2 separate regions of the Mus musculus genome follow, and region 1 is linked to region 2. A link is a contact called in public promoter capture Hi-C data. All regions are on one chromosome and are shown on one strand. The core of a region is the stretch at or near the end of the contact, and the rest is flanking DNA. Distances in the headings are between cores, read along the strand shown.

Region 1 (6,529 bases), core at 669-3,168, 97 kb before region 2:
TGCTCTTTATACAACCGGGGGTGGGGGGTGGGGCACCTGCCTGAGGTGGCAGCACTTACAGAGGTCTGGCCCCTCCCACCTCAATCATCTATCAAGAAAATGTCCAACAGACTTGTCTCCAGGCCAGATTTGATGGAGGCATTTTCTTAATTGTGTCTCCCTCATGCAGAATAACTCTAGGGTATGTCAAGTTGACAAACAAAACCCCAAACCCCATGCAAGGGGAAAATGTTCCCTCCTCACAGACACAGAGTGGCTATCATCCATGTTGAGTGTAGACTGCTCAGTGGGGATGGGCTGGGGTCCCCTGTGCTTCATACACCCATGAATTGTCATTGGGAGCTTGTGAGGAGGGAGAGATAGATATTATTCATATATTTCCTCCAGTGAGGAATTTTGAGCAACATGGCTCCATCTTGGGGTGCAGCTGAAGGAACTGCACCCAGATGAGCTCATACCAGGAAGCTTTTCCCTTCTAACACAAGCCAAATGTCATATTTCGAGCAACTCCTCAGAGGCCCAGGACTTCTGAAGGCTTCCACATTGCCCCCCGCACCCCCACGTCTACCCTTGAGCTTGTGACAATCTGTCAGGATAAAAACTATTCCGAACAGACTCATGAGCCCCTCCCCTTGGCTGTCAGACTATGGAGATAATGCACCCCACGATTCTGGGATATTGATATTCCCAGGGGTTTCACACTGGGAAAAGAACAAAGCTGACTCCTAGAGCTGACCCAAGGAGGAGCTTGCATCCTAGGAAGAGATTCTGCACGGTCCTCATAGTTTATCAGACCACCTTGCAGAAGAGACTAGACGCAGACAATGATGGTAGGCGGGGCCCCGCTTGGACCAGGACTGCCTGGCTATGCACACTTCTTCCCCTTTATGTCAGCCTAAATATCTTGTTAGGACACAGAAGATGGCCTTGAGTAGGAAGCAGTCCCTGGGCCTCTGCGTTCACCTTCCCAACATGGCTATGTTGAATAAACTTCCTATTTTCTCCTCTCTGCGTGTTGCTTGTCTTTAATTGGCTTGTCGAGGACAGTTTGCTGAGCTTGGCTTGTTGGGGGGGCTGCCAGGGCCCAGACCTTAACTTGAGTAACAAGCCCACAGGGAAGCCTTGCAGCTGGGAAGCTGGGGTTGGAATGCAGAAGGACTCCCAGTTGCTCGGAAGAGCTTGAAGGGCAGGGCTGAAGAGCAGGGTGAGCGAGGCCTAAACGCTAATTCTGCCAGTTGCTATGATCAAGGTTGTGATGTTGGAAGCCCATGCGGTGGTTCTCAACCTTCCTAGCGCCGTGGCCTTTCTATTTCGTTCTTCACATTGTGGTCATCCCCAACCTTAAGATTGCTTTGTTGATGCTTAACTTAAATTTTCATAACTGTAATGTTGCTACTGCTATGAACCGTAATGGAATATATCTGCTATGCAGGATATCTGCAATGCGACTTCCCCTCCCCCCATAGCCTGGGAACTGCTACCATAGGGGTTGGGTTGCTTCTGTCCGCTAGGGAGAGCTGAGGGAAAGTCTCCCTCAACAGCAGGCTCACAGATTTACAGTTCCTGGGAAAGTGTCATCCTGCAGTCCTCAGCTGCCCTGCCAGTGAGTGTCCACCCTGGGTCCCCACAGAAGAGCCTGAGAGGATGAGGAGATCAGGACCCTGGTTCCAGGATGGGCACCTTTCCTTCATCCCCATGGGAACAGCTCTGGCCGGCAACTCTTCCTCCCCCACCCCAAGACATAGAACTTGATGATAAAGAGTCTAAGCTCCCTCCTCCATGCACACTCAGAAAGCCCGGCAGGCAGCTGCCCCATCCCCCGCCCCGCCCCGCCTCCCCCCACTCATCCACATCCTGTGTCCCAGGGTGGGATTAGTGACGAAGGCTGTGGTCTGGCATCCTGCCAGCAATCTGTCCTTCCGCGGCTGCTCTCAGGTTTCCATGTAGAGTCAGCACAGGCGCAGTTGGCCTGAGATGGCTGGCTTCTTGGAGAGCCTGCAGCCAGCCTGCCGTCAGCATCCCAGACCTTTCAACGGGTCCGTTCGGTGCTTTATCCACAGAGCCAGGGCTCTGTAGAACGCTTCTAGGTTTCCTACGCGAGCAACATACAGGCTGTTTAGCGCTTCCGGATCAAGGGGGGAATGGGGAGAGCCGAGATCCATGTCTTATGCCGGGCTGCTGGAGAAAGCTTCCGATTTACTGTGACGTTAGTCTATACGTTCTTGGAATTTCTTTACCGGTTGGTGGGGTATCCCTTTTTTTTTTTTAATTTGTTTGAGGATTATTCGTTTTTGCATCTATTGAAGACATTTGTCCTTAAAATTTTTTTTTTTTTTTTTAATTCTGGGGCTGGGGCTGTAGCTCCGTTGGTAGAATACTCGTCTAGCACACACAAAGCCCCAAGTTCCACCCACAGCATGGCATAAAACCAGGTAGGGTCCCAGCACCGACCAGGAGTTCAAAGTCCTTCTTGGTTATAGAGCAGAGTCAAAGCTATCTTGGGTTGCTTGAGATCCTCACAAAGTTATAGATTCTGTGTGATGGCTTAGATGGTTATATATCCATAACCCTAGAATTCTTTCTTTCCTTTTTCAAGACAGGGGTTTTCTATGTAGCCCTGACTGTCCTGGAACTCACTCTGTAGACCAGGCTAGCCTTGAACTCTATCTGCCTGTCCAGGACAGCCAAGGTTACAAGAGAAACCCTGTCTTGGAAAAACCAGAGGGCGGGGGTACTCTATTTTGATTTCTTGGGATAGGGTCACATGTAGTTCAGGTTGACTTTGATTTCCAGATAGCACCCCCACACCCCGCCTCTTCTTTATCTATTTTATTGCAGAGCCTATAATGCCTACTTGATGGTCAGGGTTTAGCTGAGCCAAGTTGAGCCAGATAAAGACTTTCATTAGCCTGGGCTCTCCTCTGAGCGGAGCCTCATGTCCTCAGTCAGCCCTCCCCAGCCCTGGCACAGAAGGGCTGAGCTGGCTGTGTGGCTGAGGAGGTCGCTACACTGGATTCTTCACCTTTCGACTGAGCGGATTCCTGGAATCTAAGAGCATGAAAACTCATAACCCTGCGGGACTCCCAGCTCTGTTTCTGAATTCTAGGCCCCATCTTACCCTCTGCCACTGCACTGCTTAAAACCCGGGGATGGGGAAGGAGATGCCCCACAAGGGAACCCCCAGACCTCCGTCTACCTGACAGCCTGTGTGTCTTCACACCCGGTTAGCTCTTCATCCAAAGCCTTCGTTTTGTCTCCTACATGGGATGAGCCTTGCTCAGATCTGGAGTTTCTGGGCTTTGCTTGATTTTCTTTGGACCTCCATCCTTGTACCCTTTCTTACACTGGCCTTTCTTAGTGGCCCCAGAGAAATGTGGCATTTAAAGTTTGTTTGTTTGTTTGTTTGTTTTTTGAGACAGGATTTTACTAGGGTAAGCTTGACTGACCTAGAACTCATTAGATAGATCAGGCTGGCCACAAACACATAGGGATCTGTCTGTTTCTTTTCTTTTTTTTTAGATTTATTTTATTTATATGAGCACTTTGTAGCTGTCTCTAGACACACCAGAAGAGGGCATCGGATCCCATTACAGATGGTTGTGAGCCACCATATGGTTGCTGGGAATTGAACTCAGGACCTCTAGAAGAACAGTCAGTGAGCTATCTCTCCAGCCCAATTTGTCTGTTTCTATCTCCTAAGTTCTGGGTTTGAAGATGTATACCCCCATGCCCTGCCATTTTCATATGTATGTGTGTGTGTTTGTGTGTGTGTTTATATATTTACATATATGTGTGTATATGTATATATAAAATTTTGTGTGTATGAGTATTTTGCCTGCATGTATGTCTGTGTACCACTTGTGTGCCTGGTGCCTGTGGAGGTCAGAAGAGGGTATCAGATCTCTGGAACTGGAGTTAGAGAGAGTTGTAAGCTGTTACATGAGTGCTAGGACCTAAATCCCAGTCCTCTGCAAGAACAGTCAGTGCTCTTAAACATAGACCCACCTCTCCAGTGCCTCTAACTCCTTTTGAGAAGAGTCTTATGTATCCAAGGCTAGTCTGGAACTCCTTAGGGAGCCAAGGATGGTCTTGAACTCCTGATCCTCTTACCTCCAGCTTCCCAAGGCCTAAGACTACAAGTGTGTACCCCACATTTGGTTTATGCCCTGCTTGGGGATTGAACTAACTCTCTCTCTCTCTCTCTCTCCCTCTCTTTGGTTTTTCGAGACAGGGTTTCTCTGTGTAGCCCTGGCTGTCCTGGAACTCACTCTGTAGACCAGGCTGGCCTCAAACTCAGAAATCTGCCTGCCTCTGCCTCCCAAGTGCTGGGATTGAAGGTGTGCGCCACCACCACCCGGTTCGGGATGCTTATGTTTAGGTAGCCATCTTTTCTGTATGTTCTTTTAATGATTTACTTCCATCTTTATTATCTTTAACTATCTGTGTGTACGCATGAGTAGGGCTCTAAGAATCCAGAAGATAGTGTCAATTCCCATGGTAGATGGAGTTATAGGCATTTGCCAGCCACCCGTCATGGGTACTGAGAACCAAACATGGGTCTTCTACGGGAACAGCAAGTGCTCTTAACCTCTGAGCCACCTTCCCAGCCCCAATCCTTAACGATTTTCAAGCTTACTAATGTTTAACGAACTACCTAATAACTGAAGTTTTTAGGGCAAAATCCTGAGCTCCAGCGCTACAGGTTAGACCTGGCCTTTCCTTCTCAAATTACCACTTAAAGAGACAAACAGTCCTAAAAAGCAGAGAGATTTATTCCTTGTGGCCAAACTGGGAAGGGGAATAAAGAGTATCCCTAGTTCATCTTTGGGGTTGTGACACAGGTCTAGATTTAAATAGAAGAAGAATTAGAGTAGGCCCAGGATGTTTGCATAGTGAAATATCCCAGGGAAGGTGCAGCCCCAACACCACGTCCTCAGCTCTGGTCCTGCAAGGTGGTCTCAAGACGTCTGTATTGCTGTCCTCACTTGAGGGTTCCAGTTGCCTCCACACCAGGGGTCTCCTCGTTGATAACTGTGCCCATGTTGGGTGTCTGTCTCTTGTGGTAAATATTATTTGGGGGTTTCTACCCTACCTTTGATCTCAAAAGCTATAAAACATTTATATTTACAATGAGTCTTGAAGTAGATAGTAACCCTCTATGTTATTTTTCCCTACTTCTCTGTCAATAATCCCGAGATATCACTTGCTGTGTTTTGCCTGGACTGCTCCTGCTCCAACAGGCCAGCTCTCATGGCCATGTACTCACAGTCTACCTACCCTATGGTGCCTTCTTCCTTCTTCCCTTCCCTCTCTTCCTGGTCCCTGCCTTAGACCCCAAGCCTGGGAACCAAAGTCCTATCTACTTCTCTTCTGCCCAGTTACATGTTGTAGGTATCTTCAACGAATAATTTTAAATTAAGAAGCAAGGTTTGCACAACAAAAGCTAGCATATGCGAGAATTCACTCATCTTGAGGCAACTAGACCATGGGATACAGAATTTAGCATTACAATACATAGCAACAGACCAGACCTCAACATCTGTCCCTTAAGGGTTTGGTCTTTCTGGAGTCTGAGCTGACTCCAGGTTTAGGAGGACAACTTGCATCTGTGTCTTCAAAGGAGATCAAATGACTTGGGCAGATACTTCTTGAATGACTGACACACCGGCCTGAAGAGGTGAGTGGGTGACCCCAAGGAAAGGAGTCAGACACAAAACAAAGGCAGAGAGGCCCAACTTTGAGTTTACTCTGTGGACCCAAGTAATTCAGCTTTTTTCTCTTTTCTTTCTTTCTTTCTTTCTTTCTTTCTTTCTTTCTTTCTTTCTTTCTTTCTTTCTTTCTTTCTTTCTCTCTTTCTCTCTTTCTCTCTTTCTCTCTTTCTCTCTCTCTTTCTCTCTCTCTCTCTCTTTCTGTCTCTTTCTTTCTCTCTTTCTCTCTCTTTCTGTCTCTTTCTTTCTCTCTTTCTCTCTCTTTCTCTCTCTTTCTCTTTCTTTCTTTCTTTTTCTTTCTTTCTTTCTTTCTTTCTCTTTCTTTCTTTCTTTCTTTCTTTCTCTCTCTGTCTTTCTTCCTTCCTTCCTTTCTCTCTCTCTCTATCTCTTTCTTTCTTTCTCTCTCTCTCTCTCTCTCTCTCTCTCTCTCTCTCTCTTTCTTTCTTTCTTCCTTCCTTCCTTTCTTTCTTGGCAAGGTTTCTCTGTGAAGCCCTGGCTGTCCTAGAACTTACTCTGTAGATCAGGCTGGCCTTGAACTCACAAAGATCTGCCTACCTCTGTCTCCCAAGTACTGGGCTTAAAGGCATGCACCACCACTGCCAGCCAACTTTATCGAAAAAAAGCTTCTAAGTGTCTGATTTATCTTGTCCACCCTGAGCCAGAAGATATCGTTAGTTCCCTTCCCACCTTCCAAGACATTCAAATTACATAGTAGAGTGTGGTGATTTCCTAGAAGAATTCTGGGGCAGAGGGAGGCAAGGTGACAGGCAGGGAGAAGTCAGTGGATCTCTACTCGTACTGGCCTCTGTTCCAAAGAGTGT
Region 2 (5,964 bases), core at 3,181-5,680:
CAGTGACACACCTACTCCACCCAGGTCACACCTATTCGAACAAGGCCACACCTCCAAATGGTGCCACTCCCTGGCCCAAGAATATACAAACCATCACACCCATCTTCTGTCGAATTCCCCAAGCTCTGCCTAATGTTTGGCTGTTGGTCATCTGTATCTGCTGGGTGAATCCTCTCAGATGACAGTTATGCTAGGCTACGGTCTACAAGTATAGAGGGATATCATTAACAGTGTCGGGCAGGTTCTCTCTCATGGTATGGGTCTCAAGCTGGGATGGTCACTGGTTGGCCATTCCCTCTTCCGCTGCTTTTCTTATTTTAAAATTTCTTTTAGTTTTGGTGGTTGGAGCTAGAACTCAGTTGACAGAGTGCTTACCCAAGTTGGTCAAGTGCTTGCCTAAGCTGGTATAATGTTTGCCCAAGTTGGTAGAGTGCTTGCCTAGGCTCGTAAAATGTTTGTCCAAGTTGGTCAAGTGCTTGCCTACACTGGTATAATGTTTGCCCAAGTTGGCAGAGTGCTTGCCCAAGTTGGTAGAGTGTTTGCCCAAGTTGGCAGAGTGCTTGCCCAAGTTGGCAGAATGCCTGCCCAGGTTGGCAGAGTGCTTGCCCAAGTTGGCAGAGTACTTGCCCAAATTGGCAGAGTGCTTGCCCAAATTGGCAGAGTGCTTGTCCAAGTTGGTAGAATATTTGCCTAAATTGGCAGAGTCTTGCCTAAGTTGGTAGAGTAGCTCGCCTAACACACATGAGACACTGTGTTGTTGTTTTAAACAAAATTTCAAACATTCGATTTATCAAATGAAGATTCAGGAGCCAGATGCTGTTGTGAAAGCCTGCTAGCTCAGTGAGCAGAGAAAGCACCCAGCTGACCTTCCTACTCCACCGCTGTCCCAGAAGGAAAACACACCCTCTTCTTCTCCCTCTCCAGGCTGTCTCAAATACCCTTCAACTCAAAGACCCCCCTTTCTCTTTCCTGGGTTTACTGATGTTCCCTCGATGTCAACTGGTTGCTTGCTCTGTCACCTCTTGACCTATCGTTGACTTTATTTAGCTCTTGTTAACAGAAAGGCCCTCAAGGTCCAGGGGTTAAAGATGTGCACTACTGCTGAGCCACACCACGACAAGAAACAGGCTTTTCTGGTTCACAGTGTCAGGGTTCACAATGTGATCAAATATCCTGCAACATCTGGCCTTACTCTCCATTGCAAAAAAATAGTTGTGCAACTAGGGAGGTGGGGGCTGGAGGATTGGAAGTTCAAGGCATCCTGCATGAAATTTGAAGCCAGCCTGGATTACGTAGTCTAGTCTCAAAAACAGACAAACAAACCAACAAACCTGTCTTTGCATTTTCGTTTTCCTCCACTTTTTCTGGACAATAGCCTCTTCGAAATGAGACAAAATACAAGCAAGTGTCATGATTTATCATTTCCAAAATTAGGCTGAGCTTTCTTTCTTTCATTTTTATTGGCAAATTGTCCTGTGTTGTTCAAGGTTACTGAAGGCTGACTCTGGGAGTAGAGGGGGGCTCCTTTGTGCCAGACCCTAGCATGTTCATTTCAAGGGATCTCTAAAACTCCCTGTCCTGGGGCAATCTGGCCCCTGCTTCAGCTCAGGAGAAAGGAAGACAGCCAGTAGCTAAGGATCTTAAAATCATCTAACCCAGAGGCACACACACACACACACACACACACACACACAAGCTTATGGTGGAAGTGGGAATCAGGAAGCATATTGATTGCAAGTGAGTTCTCACTAAGTGTTTCTTCTCTAGCCATTGCTGGGCGGGGCATCCTCAGCCGTTGTCTTTGTCAGGGTTTCTATTCCTGCACAAACATCCTGACCAAGAGAGCAAGTTGGGGAGGAAAGGGTTTATTCAGCTTATACTTCCACATTGCTGTTCATCACCAAAGGAAGTCAGGACAGGAACTCACACAGGGCAGGAACATGGAGGCAGGAGCTGATGCAGAGGCCCTGAAGGGGTGCTGCTTACTAGCTTGCTTCCAATGGCTTAGTCAGCTTGCTCTCTTATAGAACTCATGACCACCAGCCCAGAAATGGCACCACCCACAATGGGACCTCCCACCCTTGATCCCTAATTGAGAGAATGCCTTACAGCTGGATCTCATGGAGGCATTTCCTCAAGGGAGGCTCCTTTCTCTGTGATAACCCCAGTTTGTGTCAAGTTGACACACAAAACCAGCCAGTGCAGCCATCATTGATGCTGTTACCTTGGCCTATTCTCAACCAGGCTGCTCCAGATGCCTGTGCTGGGTTCTGTGAGCACTGATTTGCCGATGTTTTGCTGTCTGCCTGCTGCTTGTATTTGCTGCGTGCAAATTGTTCTTTTACTTTCCTCAGTACATGCTCAATAGAAAATTTTTCTCACTTGGAACTGAAGAGTGAGGCTATTGTGGAACTTTCTCAGCAACATATGGCATTTCTCTCCAAGGCACTGGGGGACCTTAGAATTACACTGTCCATCACGGCTGAACTGCAGCCCCTTTGTAGCCCACAGCATCCAGGGACCTGGGAGGTACCACTGTGGTTCTGAGAGCCTGACACACAAGGGGATGGATGCCCAGGTATGTTCAGAAACACGGTGTGTGTGTGGGGGGGGGGGTGAAGAGGGAGCCCAATCCAGAACAAGTTTGAGTTTGAACTCCTTGGCCTCAGTCAAGGTGACAGCAGCCCCTGCCTCCCCCTGATTTTGGAGACCTTGCAGAAGTGGCATGAGGGTACACTGTCCTATCCTCTCTTGCTTCATGCTCTGGAGAGTTCTTGATGGCTGAAAATATACAGTCTGGAGCAAGGGAATGCAAGAGTTCTTTTTGCTAGCCTACCACAGGCAGTTCTGCTAGGCTCCTCCTGGAACCTAGCAAAGGCTTACGTCATCACCTGCCTGCTACCAGGTGCAGGTGGCCTGGCAGGGCTACCCCAGTTCTCTCTCTCTCTCTCTCTCTCTCTCTCTCTCTCTCCTCTCCCTCCCTCTCCCCTTCTCCCTCCCTTCCCTTCTCCATTTCTCTCTACTCCCATGTGTTCCTGGCTGGCTTATCTCTCCTTTCTGTCCTCCTCTGCCCCCCTTCTCTGCCCCCATGGCTCTACTCCTGTCTTTCTCCTTCTAACCTTTCTCCATGTCCTCACTCCCCTCTGTTCCCCCAGATAAACCTCCTTACACCAGGTCTGTAGTGTGGTGTGATTTTTTTTCCAGGGGCCACCCCTCACGAGCACAGCATTAGATTCTATAACACTCTCATAGTGTGGATACCCTCAGCCACAATCCCTCACTCCAAGACCAAAATCTATAGACCGAATGAACACATCTCCACCCCAGGTCTGTCTCCCACCTGCAGTCACTCTCGCTAGACTGCATCATAGGAGGGCTTCACAGATGGTATTGTCTCTCCCAGTTTATCCCAGTATGGAACTGACCATGAGGAACAACTGTCAGAGGAAGGGGCTAAGACTCACATAAACTATGCTCACAAAATTCAGCGTGTAAGGTAAGTTGGCCATCTATCAAGAGGGCAGGCAGGAGTAAAAGGTAGCACAGGCTTTCGGTGAAGCCCTAGGCAATAATAGAAAGACATGCTTCTGTATTACCTCCCCTAGGAAAATCTCAAAATTCAATGTGACTAGGGAGACATGACCATCTACAAGGCACAAAAGTCAATGTTTCCTATTAGGATACTAATGGGAAAATGGTGGACTATTGAACAAGATGGTGTGTGTGTGTGTGTGTGTGTGTGCGCGCGCGCGCGCGCGCGCGCGTGTAGAACACTGAGGGGAACTGTAATGTTTCTGCTTTGTTTTTGAAAGACGTTTCCAAGGATGGGGATTCAGCTCAGTGGTGGCATGCTTGCAAGCATGAGGCCCTGGGTTTAACCTTCAACATTGTGCACGGAGGGCTATGGCACTCAGAGCAAGTAACCCCAGCACACCCGGGGTGGCAACCGAAGGATGAGAGGGTCGTAGTCATCCTTGGCTACATTGTGGGTTCAGAGCCAGTATTGAATTCCCACAATCCACCACGGGGAATGTAGAGGCAGGAGAGGTTCAAGGTCATTTCTGGCTACTTTCTGAGTTTTCCAGACCAGTCTGGTTTACAGGAGACTGCCTCAAAAAAAAAAAAAAATAGTTTTCTTGTCAAGATCTGCTACCATGATCATACAGTTCATGCGAATGGTGTTCAAATCACAGGAAGAAAAATCAATCTCACTTAAAAAAAAAAAAAAGATACTGTCTCTGAGAGGCTCCGCGAGCGGCCTGGGTAGGAATCGTAAAGAAGATAATCTTTCCAAGACTATCTAATTTCCAAGCTAATCTTTCCAAGATTTCAGCTGGCAGAAGCCAAGCTCCTCGCTAATAGGCTGTTGAGAAAGGCGCAGGTGCGTCACTTCCGGAAGGCAAGGTCCCGGCCGCTGCTCCGAGAGCGAGCGGTCTCTATGGCAACCAGCAGGCCCTGGCCCAGTTGCCAGGTTCCCAGCGGCCGTCTAGCTGGCCGCGCCTGCACAAAGACCGCGCGGTGACCGCGCAGCGCAGCGCCGGGACCAGGTCAAGCCAGCCCCGCAGGAATTGCCACCCCCGCCGCCGCTGCCCGGAAAGCAGTTCCGGCGGCCTCCGTGACGTACAGGCCGGGCGCGGCCTCGACCCTCGGGCCATCTTGGCAGCGGAGGGAGCAGCGGAGCGACAGGTACATACGCCGCCCAGCCTGGGCCAGCCCAGGTGCCGACGCCTTTGTTCACGCGCGGGTGGTCGCATGGCACCGGTGGTCAGTGCCTGCATCCGCAGCCCGAGCTCCGGCAGGTGCATCCTGCAAAGTCTGGCAGGTCCGCGCATCTCGTAAGGCCTGGGCAGATCCAGCCTATGCATTCTACAAGGGCTATCCAGCTCGAGCATCCTTCAGGGCCTGGGCAGGTCCAGCCAGCGACCCACACTTTGATCCTGCGAAGCTTGCAGAAAGGAACTGCATCCAGGACAGGACCAGCGTCCTCAGGCTTGCTTCAGCATCCAAGGCCTTGCGCTCTGGTTCTCCAGGTACCTGTGGCTTAACTTTGGCCGCCAGCATGGTCCAACCTCGGACCTCCAAAACTGAAAGCCCAGCCTCTGCCCCTGGTGCCAGCGCTCAGATGGATGACGTAGTTGACACCCTGACCTCTCTGCGCCTCACCAACTCCGCGCTGAGGCGCGAGGCCTCCACACTGAGGGCGGAGAAGGCCAACCTCACCAACATGCTGGAGAGTGTGATGGCCGAACTAACTCTGCTGCGCACCCGAGCGCGCATCCCTGGCGCTCTACAGATTACTCCACCTATCTCTGCCATCACCTCCAATGGGACCCGACCCATGACCACGCCACCCACCTCACTGCCTGAACCCTTCTCAGGAGACCCTGGACAGTTGGCAGGGTTCCTGATGCAGATGGACAGGTTCATGATTTTTCAAGCCTCCCGCTTCCCCGGTGAAGCCGAGAGAGTGGCCTTCCTGGTATCCCGTCTGACTGGGGAGGCGGAGAAGTGGGCCATCCCCCACATGCAACCAGACAGCCCTTTGCGAAACAATTACCAGGGGTTTCTGGCTGAGCTCCGCAGAACCTACAAGTCCCCGCTGAGGCACTCAAGGCGAGCACAAATCCGGAAGACATCCGCGTCCAATAGGGCTGTGCGGGAGCGAGAGCGGGAGCGCCAGATGTTGTGTCGCCAACTGGCCGCAGCTGGCACAGGATCCTGCCCGGTGCATCCAGCCTCCAACGGGACCAATCCCGCACCAGCCTTGCCCTCTCGTGGCCGGAACCTTTAAGGACTTGCCACCACCCTGGTAGTCTGTGTCCACCCAGGTAGCTAGACTCCGTTGTTGAGAGTTGTCAATTCAGTAGCTTTGCCCTGTTTGAGGCACCCTTCACGCCTCTCTGGTCTACGGGAGACCATCCTGTCATCGGCATTGGTCACCCACCCCGCTGTGCGGCGTGTATT

The links. Promoter capture Hi-C pulls out the DNA fragments that hold promoters and counts their contacts.
Region 1: a contact with region 2 is called in a promoter capture Hi-C map of cranial neural crest, with 3 times the contacts expected there. The contact joins the enhancer-like site here to the promoter of Rtl6 in region 2. A contact is called at or near these places in 7 of 39 promoter capture datasets (cranial neural crest, embryonic stem cells, hematopoietic stem and progenitor cells and 4 more), 1 of 484 Hi-C or Micro-C datasets (embryonic stem cells) and 1 of 9 other capture datasets (adipose tissue).

What each region holds. Positions count from the first base shown.
Region 1 is chr15:84,649,775-84,656,303 of GRCm38.p6, reverse strand. No RefSeq gene overlaps it. Among named protein-coding and RNA genes, the nearest start is that of Gm34201, 26 kb to the right of the region's middle. Within about 2 kb of position 1,918, at least 223 of the 459 cell types and tissues checked have an H3K27ac peak or open chromatin away from gene starts, as enhancers often do. A contact at or near this core is called in embryonic stem cells and stem cell-derived epiblast-like cells, where this site is marked.
Region 2 is chr15:84,556,289-84,562,252 of GRCm38.p6, reverse strand. It overlaps Rtl6 (retrotransposon Gag like 6), which reads left to right and starts at 4,430. Exons shown (of 1, transcript NM_177630.4): 1 at 4,430-5,964. The coding sequence starts at 5,060. The coding sequence ends at 5,791.